2 separate regions of the Gossypium hirsutum genome follow, and region 1 is linked to region 2. A link is a contact called in public Hi-C data. All regions are on one chromosome and are shown on one strand. The core of a region is the stretch at or near the end of the contact, and the rest is flanking DNA. Distances in the headings are between cores, read along the strand shown. Region 1 holds the start of LOC107955258 (probable indole-3-pyruvate monooxygenase YUCCA8). Region 2 holds the start of LOC107952745 (receptor-like serine/threonine-protein kinase ALE2).

The links. Hi-C and Micro-C count contacts between places; a contact is called where the count stands out from the background.
Region 1: a Hi-C map of leaf shows a contact between it and region 2, with 1.8 times the contacts expected there. The contact joins the promoter of LOC107955258 here to the promoter of LOC107952745 in region 2. A contact is called at or near these places in 3 of 34 Hi-C or Micro-C datasets (callus, leaf and seedling).

Annotation. Positions count from the first base shown.
Region 1 is chrA07:42,552,479-42,555,716 of Gossypium_hirsutum_v2.1, forward strand. It overlaps LOC107955258 (probable indole-3-pyruvate monooxygenase YUCCA8), which reads left to right and starts at 1,430. Exons shown (of 3, transcript XM_016891001.2): 1 at 1,430-2,254; 2 at 2,348-2,719; 3 at 2,806-3,238. The coding sequence starts at 1,574. The coding sequence ends at 3,039.
Region 2 is chrA07:41,735,042-41,738,237 of Gossypium_hirsutum_v2.1, forward strand. LOC107952745 (receptor-like serine/threonine-protein kinase ALE2) reads left to right here and starts at 1,906. Exons shown (of 9, transcript XM_016887910.2): 1 at 1,906-2,627. The coding sequence starts at 2,558.

The DNA of each region.
Region 1 (3,238 bases), core at 180-2,679, 820 kb after region 2:
CAAAGCTAACCATCGTTGTAGTTCAAGGGCAATACCAGGCACGAAAAACTATAATTTGGGAGCAATATCTTTATTGTTGTAATATTAATTTAATTAAAATATTTTTTATACCCGTTTTACAATTTATAAAAAATTAATTAATTTATAATTATTTTCTCAACAACATCATATTCAAAATTTAAATCTAAATTCTGTCCATAAAATTGTAATAAACTTTACAACTAGGCTAAATATTGTTAGTCTGTTAGGAATATTAGTTGAGCATGCAAATCGTCAGCTTAGAAACATACACAGTGGAAGAAGAGGGCATGTGGATGGGTTGAGCAGATTTTTTTTCTTGGGAAGTGGTGTGAAATTAGTCGAAGTGGGTTGGACAGATGGCGCAAAGGTGGGTGTGGAGGAGGGTCGGCAGAAAGGGGCATTTGTGGGTCGAAACAGCCTTACAAGTCGCAATCCCAAGGCAATGGAGGGGCTCATGTGGGGGATCCCTCCCCCAAGATCGTGACAGTGTTAAACCCCTTCTTATTCATCAACTTCACTCATCCAATCCACGTGGGAACATCGCCGCCTATATCCTAGTCAGCACTCTCTGCCACTTAGGCTTCCAATTTCCATACATTTTAAATATTTTATTTATCCTCCCATTTATTTCTTTATTTACTTTATTTTTAAATTTTTTTATGAAAGAAACTCCTCTCTAGTGGGTCCATTAGAATCATAAGAGGATGCTGCGTCATTTTCATTTTCATTGTTTCCTAATTCTCTCCCTATGATGTTTCCACTTCATCTTCGGTTAATTTAGCTGATTTTACCTCAAATATTACAGCATAAAATAGGACCTAATTTCTTTTCCTTTTCTTTTCTCTTTTCTCTTTTTATGTTTGAAATTAGGAACATTACAATGTTTCCCTTTTTCTTTTTTTCTTTTGCACAAATTCAATATGATGTATGAAGTTGTGCTAATTGAATATGATTGTGTATTTCAATTATCATATATGTATATATATTGTTTTTGATATATAAAATGATCTTATCAAAGTTCACTTACTATGAAGTTGGTGGAACATATACAATAATTGATATAAAATAATATGGAATCTCAAGCTTGGTATGAAATCTACAAGCACATTTGATGTTGGGCATCAAAATCATGGAAACTCCATGCTTTCATTGGTAACCCAAGTGTTTTCTCTTCTAAATATATTTACATCTTTATAATAAACAAAAAAAATTATAAAGGAAAGAATAAAAAATTCCAAAAAAATATGATAATCCTTCAACAATTTTTTAAGTATAATGTATATGTATATAAGGATCTATTAAATTATTCTATAAAATAACAAAAGGTAGCCATTGGCTTATGATTTGAAACTGGACCCTTTTAAAATGCATTAAATTCTTGAATGTTATCACATGGACCTTCCTTATTTAAGCAGCCCCATCCCATCTTCTCCCTCCAAACCAAGAACAACAACTTACTCTCTCTGAAAGAAAAAAACAAACACCATTTCTTTTTTTTCTCTAAGCTCTCTAATTTCAACTCTACATTTTTGTCTCAAGACAAACTCACCGTATGACAATGGAGAATTTGTTTCGCCTTGTTGATCAAGACCAAGATTTCTTTCAGCGTAAATGGACTTTGGTCAATGGTCCGGTCATTGTTGGTGCCGGACCATCAGGGCTAGCCACTGCTGCTTGCCTGAAAGAACAAGGGGTCCCCTTTGTTGTCCTCGAAAGAACCGATTGCATTGCATCTTTGTGGCAGAAACGCACCTACGACAGGCTAAAGCTTCACCTTCCCAAACAATTCTGCCAACTCCCTAAACTACCTTTCCCTGAGGATTTCCCCGAGTACCCAACAAAGAGACAGTTCATTGACTACCTTGAATCATATGCTAAGCATTTTGATATCAACCCAAAGTTCAATGAGTGTGTGCAGTCAGCTAGGTATGATGAGACCAGTGGTTTCTGGAGGGTGAAGACCATTGTTACAAGTGGTTCAAACAAGACTGAGTTCGAATACGTTTGCCGCTCGCTTGTTGTGGCCACTGGTGAAAATGCCGAGTGTGTGTTGCCCGATATTGAAGGATTGTCAGAGTTTGGTGGTGAAGTTATCCATGCTTGTGATTACAAGTCTGGTGAAAAATTCAAGGGGCAGAAAGTACTAGTTGTCGGCTGTGGCAACTCTGGCATGGAAGTTTCTTTTGATCTGTGCAACCACAATGCTTCACCTTCAATGGTGGTTCGCAGCTCGGTAAGTCATCAGAAAAAAAAAAGTTACCTTATATCAGATACACTTCGAAGAAAAATTGAATTCTAATGGGTTTTTTGTTCTGTTTTTCAACAGGTTCATGTCCTGCCAAGAGAAATTTTTGGGAAATCAACATTCGAATTGGCTGTTTTGATGATGAAATGGCTACCCCTTTGGCTTGTTGACAAGCTAATGTTGATTTTGGCATGGTTGATGTTGGGAAACATTGAGAAATATGGACTTAAAAGGCCATCAACGGGTCCCTTGGAACTCAAGAACACAAAAGGGAAAACCCCTGTATTGGACATTGGTGCATTGGAGAAAATTAGATCAGGTGACATTAATGTGGTTCCTGGAATCAAGCGTTTCTCACGTGGACAAGTTGAGCTCGTTAATGGCGAAAAACTTGATATCGATTCAGTTGTGTTGGCTACCGGATACCGCAGCAATGTTCCCTCATGGCTTCAGGTGAGAAAATGCTCTAAAATTCAACTGTTTTAAAGAAGCCAAGATTGACAAATAAACTAATGGAAATAGTTGACATGATGAAACAGGAAGGTGAATTCTTCACCAAAAATGGGTACCCAAAGGCTTCATTCCCACATGGGTGGAAAGGAAAAGCTGGACTTTATGCAGCTGGGTTCACAAGGAGAGGGCTCTCAGGTGCTTCCTCTGATGCCATGAGGATTGCACAAGATATTGCCCAGGTTTTTAAAGATGAAACTAAGCAGCTCAGAATGAGAACTGTTGCTCGCCATAGACGCTGCATTTCACTTTCACAGTTCTAAACTTACAAAATCCTCAGGCCAAATATTTTTATTTCATCAAAAGCTAGGAAACTAGCTTTGTTCCTGTAAAAATTAATAATACTGTATAATACTCTCACCCAACAAAAACAAAACAAAAGAGGTAGAACAGGCTGACAGAGCCCTCTCCAAAGGCCCAAGTTTTGATTTTCTTTGGGAATTTTGTAAACCGAGGATGATG
Region 2 (3,196 bases), core at 656-3,155:
ATTTTATGATTTTGGTTGTAATAAATGATATTTGGTGTTTTGGTACTAAGTTAAATGAAATGGTTTGACAAATTTGGTAAGTTTGGTATTAAACTTGGGAAGAAAAATGAATAAAGCTAGTTAGTAAAATTTTATATGATTTTATGAATGTAATTTGATTATGTGGTTAAGTCATTTAGTGGGCAAATGTGTTGGATGAAAGATTTGTTTTGGATTGGTATCAGTTTGAAACTTGCAGGGAAGGTTAAATATTTATAAAGAGGTTATATTGAGTTTTAAAAAAAAATTTACGAAATATTTCTAGAGTACCCGAACAAGTCCCAATTCGATTACGTGTGATTTGGATCTCGAGGGTCCATTATAGGGACTTTATGATTAAATCAAGATATGTATGTCATTTATTTCAAATTAATTGTAAATTGTCTGATATGTTCTGTAATGCCTCGTAACCCTGTTCCGGCGATGGTCTAGGGTTAAGGGGTGTTACAGCTCGCTCCTCTAAAATTGACGAGTTTCAGTAGTCGCCTTAGATGGACAAGATTTAATGACTTATCCAACATCATGATATCCTTGATGATCTGAAGGATGTACACTTAAGCATATTGTTCTCTTTGTACTTCAGTCGAATCATTAACCAGCTCCGCTAAATTTTTTTGTATCCAAGCCATTTTGATTCGACCTTCGTAAATCATCTCCAGAACTGCACCCAAAAGATCTAAACATATAGCTCCCCAATCAGTGACTGAACAAACCCATTAACTACCAACTTATCCATGGGTAACCCCAATTGTAAATGCACGTCCTCTAGAGTGATAGTACACTCGTCGCTTGAAAAATGGAATGTGTGTGTCTCGAGTCTCCACCTTTCCACCAATGCGCTTATGAGTTTCGGGTCCAACTTACACTCTCAGCCTACAAGGGCCATGTGCCAAAAACTGGTTTCCCTCAAGTATGGTTCGATCAACGGTGATAGAGGACCGTGTAGATTACGAATATGACATTGTAAAATTCGATCTTCTACCTATTTACATAAAAATTATAAAAAACGTTAAGTTAAAATATAACAATGAAATAAAAAAAATTAAACAAGATTAAAATTTATTTTTACCGTTTACAATTGATTGATGGAAATATGCTTGATATCAAGACGGATTAGAGACTCGACCATTGCTAAATTATATAGAACACGAAAAAAATTTCTTAAAAATATTAATAAAAAATAGAATAAAAAATAGAATTTGAATAGAAATATAATTTTAGTAAAAAAATTTAAGAGAGAATTTGAGAGATTTTTGAGAGTTGATTGAAAAATTTGAGAGATTTAATAAAGAAATATGAGAAATGTGAGAAATTAGTAGGTGAGAGATTTATAGTTTCTTTTTTTACTGTCAGGGGGGAAATGACTATTTAAAATAGTTGTTGGAAGTGACTATTGGGGAGGGGAAAAACGCACTGACCTGGAGCGTTTTTCTAGTTTTCCCTTAAAGCGACACCAATTGAAAGTGTTTTAGCAAAATCAGTCTATTTCCACCATTTTTTAAAAAATTGACCTATTTCCTTAATTTTTAAAAAAATGGCTTTATTCCATAATTTATCCCATGATTACCTTTCCCATTTAAAAAAATAATTATTCACTTAAAAATTACTATTTTAAAATTTAAAATCTATGTTTAAAAAAAAACAAGTGAATGTCATGGATTTTAAATTTCAAAAAAAATTAACTCCGACAGACTCAAGTCAAAATTTATTCAACTTATTTAAAAAATTTAAATTAAATTAATAAAATAAAACTCTTGATCCAAGGCTCATTCTAATTTTGTTTGTTTGTATTATTTTTAAAATCAGAAATTGACCTAATTTTAATTTTCAAAATATGTTGGGAGTTTGCAAAACAGAAAACGGTTTGCCAAATTTCAAGTGACGGGAACAAACGGCTTCCAGGTTTGTCGTTTTCGACGGTGCGTTAAGAAAACGCGCTTGCATAGAAGCGCGTACCAGACAGCCATCATCAATTTCATGAAGCAGTGTTTGCTTTTGCTGTAGGCTACACTCCAGTAATAAAGCACCTCCCCACCTTTCCAGCCCCCACTCCCACTCTCTGTGTCTCTCACGGACGCAGTTCTCCCTTTACTCTCTCAATTTTCTACTCTCATCCCAAGAATCCCTTTTCCATGTTCTCATCTCCCAAACTAGAAAGGAAAAGGGAAGACCTATTTTCTTCTCTGCATTGTTGCGTTAGATCTTTGCCGCATTTCATGGATCTACTACAATCACGCCGACTCTCATTCTCTTCATCTTCTCTCTCCTAGGGTTTTTGTTCCGTTTCTTTTACCTTTTTTTTGGAGGGGCGCTTGGCGGCGGAGCAGCTTAGGTTTTAGTTTTGTTTGGTTTAGTTATGAGGTGTGTCGTTTCGCTCGGAGAGAGCAACGGAGAGTTTGGCTGGCGGCGAATGGTCCATCGGAAACTTAGGAATCTCCAGTGTCTCTCCGACGACTCGCACGTTGTTCGAGTTGGTGTCTGACGATGGTTGCTGTGGACTCTGGTTCGGCGAGAGAAGATGCCTGCTTTGACTCTGTTCATTTTGCTTCTTGTTTACTTACCCAGCTTTCTCTCTTGTTCTTGTTTCGGTATCACTCTTTCTGGAAACTTGCTCTTCTGCTTTTTTCTTCTTCTTTAATTTCGTTTTATCTGTTTGGTTGCGGAGCCACTAATAGATAAGGAAGGGAAGTGGACTAAAATCTAGTCCGAGTTAGCTTTTAATTTTATTTATAGAAATTAAGAAAAGGTCAGCATGCTTTATGAAGCTAAGTAGGCTTTGGCTTTACTGCTGATTGGCTCTCTTTATGTCTACTTAAACTTTCCACTATAACGTTTATCCTTTAGCTTAATCTTTCGAGTTCGCCAAAACTAAAGAAAGCGGAAAAAAGAAAATTTTAAAATGTAAAGAAGGGTTCGCTTTTTGAGTAATTTGTTAGTCCCCTGTTTTCTAATTTCATACAGTATCTTGAGAAAATAATAATAATTTGGAAAAAGGGATATCAGATGAGCTATTCATATCTTAGCCCTTTGAGGAATATACTATGGATAATATGGACGTCAGGAATAATTACATATTATTATTTATCCTAAAAGGTTAGCTCAAATTATAAGTGTTCTAATACCATTAAAGTTAACTGAGCTTCAATTATCAAATAAT